2 separate regions of the Sus scrofa genome follow, and region 1 is linked to region 2. The links are chromatin contacts, called in public HiChIP or PLAC-seq maps. All regions are on one chromosome and are shown on one strand. Each heading gives the region's core, a stretch centred on a gene start, on an enhancer-like site or on the middle of the called end of the contact. The rest is flanking DNA. Distances are from core to core; before and after follow the strand shown. Region 1 overlaps METTL8 (methyltransferase-like protein 8). Region 2 has its middle 26 kb from the start of TLK1.

What was found. HiChIP or PLAC-seq counts read pairs in DNA pulled down with a chosen protein or histone mark.
Region 1: a contact with region 2 is called in an H3K27ac HiChIP or PLAC-seq map of alveolar macrophages. The contact joins two enhancer-like sites. A contact is called at or near these places in 2 of 47 Hi-C or Micro-C datasets (embryonic fibroblasts and fibroblasts) and 1 of 2 datasets of contacts at active chromatin or transcription factors (alveolar macrophages).

The regions. Positions count from the first base shown.
Region 1 is chr15:77,498,618-77,502,114 of Sscrofa11.1, reverse strand. All of the region lies in intron 5 of METTL8 (methyltransferase-like protein 8), which reads left to right. Among named protein-coding and RNA genes, the nearest start is that of METTL8, 64 kb to the left of the region's middle. Within about 2 kb of position 1,429, at least 31 of the 83 cell types and tissues checked have an H3K27ac peak or open chromatin away from gene starts, as enhancers often do. A contact at or near this core is called in alveolar macrophages, where this site is marked.
Region 2 is chr15:77,353,421-77,357,080 of Sscrofa11.1, reverse strand. No RefSeq gene overlaps it. Among named protein-coding and RNA genes, the nearest start is that of TLK1, 26 kb to the right of the region's middle. Within about 2 kb of position 1,875, at least 1 of the 83 cell types and tissues checked has an H3K27ac peak or open chromatin away from gene starts, as enhancers often do. A contact at or near this core is called in alveolar macrophages, where this site is marked.

The DNA of each region.
Region 1 (3,497 bases), core at 180-2,679, 150 kb before region 2:
AACAAAGGCTGAGGGGTGGAGGAAACACAGAGTTGTTATTTAATGGGTAGAGTTTTGGATTTGCAGGATGAAAAAGTTCCGGACATCTGTTTCTCAACAATGTAAATATACTTTAACTCTACTGGACTGTTCATTTAAAAATGGTTAAGATGGTAAATTTTATGTTATGTGGTTTTTACCACAATTTTTTTTAAAAAGCACACTGAAAAAAATTTGACCTCTGTCCTTGTCACTGCGTAGCTGGGAACCCACAGACAGTTGGCCCAACCCCTCCACTCTCTAGAGAGGATTTTCTACCTTATTTTTCTTAAATGATTTCTCCTTAAAAAACAGTGTATTGAGGTTCCAGACACACAGAAATTAACACAACTCATAAACTAGTTCTCACAAAACTCAGTGAATTTTCCCAATACCCACATGAAGAAATAGAATATTATCAGTAACCCAGAAACTTCACCATGCTTCGTTTCTATTATTTTCCCAAACCCCTAAAATTCCACAAAGAGCAACCACTATTCTGACTCCTAATGCCATAGATTAGTTTTGCCAGAACACTTGGTCCTGGTCATCATCATTTCTCTCTCTCTTTCCTTTTTTTTTCCCACCTCCCCTTTGGTTGCGCCTGCAGCATAAAGAAATTCCCAGGCCAGGTATCAAACCCACACCACAGCAGTGACAACACCGTATCCTTAACCCCCTGAGCCATCAGGGAACTTCCATCATCATTTCTCAATCACTCTTGTAGCAATATCAGTGTGCCTGTTAAAACAAGAGGCAGCAAACTATGGCTAGGGGCCAAATCCAGCCCACTGCCTGTTTTTATAAATAAAGTTTTATTGGAACACATGCTCACTTGCTAACATTGCCTGTGGCTGCTTTTGAGCTATATAGAGTTGAATAGTTGCAGCAGAGACCTTATGTAGCCCACACAGACTACTTACTATCTGGCCCTTGACAGAAAAAATTTGCCAACCCATGAAATAGAATTTTGTTTCCAGATTGATCAGCTGTCCTGAAACTCCCCAGGGAAAGATGTTCGCATTCTTCTGTGCAAGCCAAGCATAGTGAAAATCACTAATCCCACTGGTAGTTAACTGTTGTTCGGGTGACTTTCGTCTACAATTGAAGCTAAAGTCTGAAGCAAAGGTAGCTGTTGAAACAGCTAATGAGACAGCCCTCCTTAGCTGCCCTTACCCAGTGAAGTGGGCACTGTGGCCCTGTCTTATCTTCTGGCATCATCTGTTGTCCCTCAGAACTCGTTTTCCTTCTTTACCCTAAGCATGAATGTGTCCTGGAGGATGGACAGGAAAGAAGAGCACCTGATCCACAGTGGAACCATTCTATTTTTATGAGCTCCAGCCATGCACTCCCAGAGTGGGATGTGGCCAGGGAGTGTTGGGGTTGGATTTGAGAGTGCATACCAGTGGCAGTTCTGCTTACAAATCAGCCAACATTGCATTCCTTTGCAGGAACTCTGTCACACTATTTCCGAGGAAGTATAATTTTGCTTCTTTGCCAGCAGCTGCACAGACATATTTTCCACATTACTCAAGCTTCTGCTAGTGGCCACCTGGATGTGACAGAGTCAGGCCTAAAGAGAATTAAAAGATATCAGTCATCTTAATTCTTTTCCAGGAAGTTAAAAATTATCCACAGTGTATTTCCTGAGAATATGAAAAACCCAGGATTTTTTTGTCCATACTCTTTTGAATATTTCTATTTAGAACATAAATAGATGAGCAGTGCTGATAATGTTCCCTTTAAGTGCTCTTGTACATGGCTGCCTATTTTGGCCTATTTATGTTAACAATGAACTTGAGTGAAGCTAATGAGAAGGTTATTTTCAGGCCTTGGAAACCACAGTAAAGGAAAAATGACAGTTCCCACAGAACCATAATGTGACTGAAATAGAAAGGTGGTGACTGGCCTCTTTCTATAGAAGCAGGAAAAGCAGGCTGGAGAGGACTGAGGATATTGCTTTGAAGCATTTGGTTTGCTTATTAGCATGTCCAGTCCCTTTCTGATCAAGCCTTCTGGCTGCCTTGGAGACACAGAACAAAAGAGTCCATTTCAGAATGACTCAGAGGGATCAAGGCTTCTGCTGGGTCCCCTCTGCGTCCCGCCTTAACACTGCTCAGTGCAGTGGACTTCATACATGCCGTGCATGTTGGAGAACGGCTGCTCCAAGGAGAGGACCACACGACGAGGATGCTGTTTCCTCACCCTTAAGCAAAGTTGCACAGAGCAGCAACTGAGGCTGCCGTGAGGGTGGCAAAGAAAGCAAACTTGTGTCCTCAGGAACTATGTTGAGTAACAGGACATTACAGTGAGAGCACACATCTACCCACCCCCCCAGTCCAATGTCTGCCAGGGATGATCAGCCTGCTAGTCTGCAGAAGCCCTAGGTGAGACTTCTAATTTGATACTTAACATCTCTGATGAATATGGGTCAGGGTGAATAGATGCACTTAAAAGCTCTACTCCCAGACATTGTGAAAACCCAGAGGAAGCTCTGACCCGTTTCTTCTCCCAGTGCTCCTGTTAACTACCATCTCTTCTTATCCAGCAGGGTCCTAAGTCTTTGCAAGAGCCAGTTTCGTCCATCGTAGTATTCCAGTTGGAGATTAGTATACGGCATTACCACTGTTCATTGATTTTGTCTTCCTTATTTTAGTGCCGCTGGGAGGAAATACAGGTTGTTCTTCCAGGCTGGCCAGCTCTCTGGCACATTTCTTTTGGTCTCTGTGTGTGTCAGTCTCTCCTGTCACTCCCATTTCCCATTTCTCACCTATTGTCTCAGCTGTTGGTGAGAACTGAAGTCAGGAAACACCCTCACAATTCTGAAAATAAGAACCTATCCATCACAAATGAGACAGTCTTTTGCTGTACAATGGTTGACATTTCAATCTGTGATTAAAATGTATAGCATCCAAGCTCTGATTAGCAATATTTCTTTCAATTAGATGCCCAGATTAATGATTTTTAATTCCACATTTCCTTTGGGTAATTTATTTTAAATTTTATAATAGCTCAGGTTTCTTTTTAGAGCAGATTAATGCAGAGACATGAGAAAGATATATTTGGCAGTTTTTGAGTTAACATGATTATATTTTATAATTTCCTAAAAACATCTCCAGTGTGTTATATCTCAGCTGGTTACTTAGCAAATGTAATGGGTTTCTAAAACTTAATAACAGCTGCTATGTTTGCTTTAAAATACTGTTGTAAATAACCATCTACCTAGATTGAGTTACCTATGTCAAGGGAATAGTAAGAGAATCCATCCCACTATACCTTCCTTTGTGGGTACTTCACCATTTGAGGGTGTCCTGTGTGAAAAAACAAAACAGAGAGTAGCTAAGTGTTTTGTGTGCTGATAAGTTTAGGGCAGTTGATTATAGGTCAGCTTTGGTTGTTTAAAATTTCATACAGTGCTCTTAGAAATATACTTTAAATTTCATAACTTCAAGAGTTTTCTTTTATTAGACAGTGTCATG
Region 2 (3,660 bases), core at 626-3,125:
TATAGAAATCAAGAATGCAGCAACATGCTAGCAAAACAGCACATTTCATAGATTTCCTTGCTGCTTGGGGTGACCATGTAAGACAAGTTCTGGTCAATGAGACCTTATCGAAAAGTCACTGCATGGAGGATTGTGACAAATCTCCTTTTGAGTTCTAGCTGGCACATGCTTTTTGCCCTTTGTCATTTTCTCCCTACTTGGAACTCATGTGCAATGCTGGAGGTAGAGCAGCTATCTCGAGACCAAAAATAAAACACATGAAGGCAAAAGCTATGTGCTAAGATGGAGGTACAGAAAGATAGAAGGCTCCTGGCCTTCTAGCTACCTTCAAACTTGTTACATGAAAAATATTGGTCGTGTTTTCTGCTATTTTCTGTCCAATACAGCCACAAATTAAAATGCTTACTTTGATACTGATTTTAAATTAAGGATCCAGGAGAATTTCTTTGCAACCCTCTGTGGGACATGGAACATTTTAAAAACTGGTTGCCTATGCAATGAAAAATGCACATTGCTTTCACAAGTCTTTCTTACACTTCTCATTGACATTTTAAAGTCAAGAACTATTTGAAGTTTTAAAATTACACTATGAATGTTTGAGTTGATTTTTCAATTTTATTTAAATTCCCTCACTATTGTCTTGGTTGCATGGAAATTTCACTTAGGCTGTGGTATTGATTCAAGATGATTTTCATTGTTGACTTATATGTCATTTATCTTTGGTTTGTCGTTTCATATGGTGGAAATAATTGCTGGTTCCTACTAAGCATGAATGGTATAAATGAGTTTGTTGTAATTTCTTTGTATGTCCTCAGTAAAGTATTAAACATTACGTCTATGGGGGGTTTTGCTTGGGTCTTAACGTGCATATTAGGATCTTATAAAATAATATTTTAACTGTGTCCAGAATTACTGCTTCAGCTAATGGACTTTGGACTTTCCATGGCAATACATTAAAATTGATCTTATTTTTGCTATGAGCCTCCCAGGTGATATTTTTCACCTAAATCAGAAATAGGGATAAAAGAGTTTCACTTGACCTTTGCACCAGGCTTAAGTGAGCCTTATAATTCAGTGATATCTGTTTTTATATTTCATGTCATGCATATGGATGATTCCTGCTCCTCTACCCTCCCAGAACTTTGCAATTCAGTACAGAGTATATCATATAATCTCCTCTCAACATGAAGTTTCCTTTTGTTGTAGAATATCAGTGTTCTTTGATTGGTAAATGATGAAATCTCAACTTATAGTAAATTACTTATTCGTTCAACATATATTCATCGCGTGCCGCTATAGAACAGATGCAGTTCTAGGTGCTGGGGATGTGGTACAAATAAAGCCGACAAGTTTCTTACTCTCATGAAGTTGATGTTCTAGCAGAAATAGCAATAAGCAATGTTTTAAAGCTAGGAATGGGGAGTTCCTGTCCTGGTGCAGCAGAAACAAATCTGACTGGGAACCATGAGGTTGCAGGTTCGATCCCTGGACTTGCTCAGTGGGTTAAGGATCCAGCATTGCCGTGAGCTGTGGTGTAGGTCGCAGACATGGCTCGGATCCAAGCAAAAAATAAAATAAAATAAAATAAAGCTATGAATGGACTAGGGAATGGTGGCAAGTCGGCTTCCTGAAAATTATGATTAGGGACCTCCCATTGTGGTGCAGTGGAAAATGAATCAGACTAGTATCCATGAGGATGTGGGTTCCATCCCTAGCCTCGCTGAGTGGGTCGGCCATCCGGGTTGCCATGAGCTGTGGTGTAGGTCACAGACACGGCTTGGATCCTGAGTTGCTGTGGCTGTGGCTGGCAGCTGCAGCTCTGATTTGACCCCTGGCCTGGGAACTTCCTTATGCCATGGGTGTGGCCCTGAAAAAAAGAGCCGTCATTAGAGGAACCCAGAATCCAGCAGTTCAAAAGGTATCTCCCATTTGGCTGAAATGGTCTTGTGTTTCCTTCTCCTTAAATTCTCTTTTGCACTGGCACTGTTCTTGTAAAAATTGTTTTTTGTTTTTTGTTTTTTGATTTTTAAGGGCCACATCTGTGGCATATGGAAGTTCCAAGGCTAGGGGTCTAATCAGAGCTGTAGCAGCTGGCCTATACCACAGCCACAGCAATGCCAGATCCAAGTCAACGTATGCCACAGCTCATGGCAATGCCATATCCTTAACCCACTGAGCAAGGCCAGGATTGAAACCTCATCCTCATGGATATGAGTTAGTTTGTTACTGCTGAGCCACCATGGGAACCCCTAAAAATTGTTAATGCTTATATATAACTTAGTGTCATGAATAAGTTTAGGAAGGACTTGGGAAGACATTGTATACTTTTAATGGTATTGAATCACTGAATGTTCAAACTGGAAGAGAATTTAGATATAATGTAGAACCCTATATCTGGGAACTACCTGGATGAACAGGTCAAATGACTAAGACCTTGGACCCTGAAGGAATGGCATTATCACGGAGTTCATATTCCAGGCCAAGGTGATGTCTGTTTCTTAGAGTGGCACCAAACTGGGGAGGTTCTTGGAGGTGGATGCCAAAATGTGAAGGATTTTCCTAAGGATGGGTGGATTGATGGAAGAAAGTACTAAAGATGAACTTTTTTTCCCCTGCTATTTCCATTAGAATTAAACTTACCCAGACCAACCAAAAACCAAAAAGACATAGCTGAATTTAATGACTTTATTCTCTAGTCATTCATCTTTTATTAGTTATAAGAGAGAAATATTGAAGTAACTATAAAAGGTGATCACAAAGTAAGGGGCTAATTATTTAAGCTGACACAACCTCCAAATGATAGCTAGGAATCCCTGCCCCCAACTTTTTGCAGTTTCAGTTCAGAGTGACTATTTTTTTTTTTTTTGGTCTTTTTGTCTTTTATTGGGGCCACACCCATGGCACATGGACGTTCCAAGGCAAGGAGTCCAATCAGAGCTGTAGCTGCCAGCCTATGCCAGAGCCACAGAAATGCAGGATCCAAGCCACATCTGCAACCTACACCACAACTCACGGCAACACCAGATCCTTGACCCACTGAGCAGGGCCAGGGATGTAACCCACATCCTCATGGATGCTAGTTGGGTTCATTAATCACTGAGCCACAATGGGAACTCCCAGAATGTTTTCTTCAAGTCAAGGTGAAGTCAAAGATTTAAAAAAAAAAGTCATCTTCTTAATGAGGTCACTATGGGCATTTTGGACAGGATAATTTTTTCTTCCAATTTTATTGAGATATAATTGACATACAGCACTGTATACATTTAAGAGGTACATAATGATTTATTTTATATACATAATGAAATGATCCCCACAATAAGTTTAGTGAGCACGGGCAGGATAATTCTTTGTTGCGCAGGACTGTCTTGCACATTGTAGGACAGTTGGCATCTCTGGCTCCTAGCTACTAAATGACAGGGGCACCCCCTATGCCACATCATTAGGACAATCAAAAATTTCCCTAAGGACCCCTACAGGGGAAGGGAGCTGTATTATCCTCCTGACTAAAGACCACTGATAGTTGGAAAGTGATTCAAGGTTGAATGTGCAGATGTGGAACCTGGGATACAGCAGGCTGACAGTGCTATGCAATTTTATATTAGACATGATTATCTGCAGATTTTGGTAGCCACAGGGGTCCTGTAAGCAATACTGAGAGAT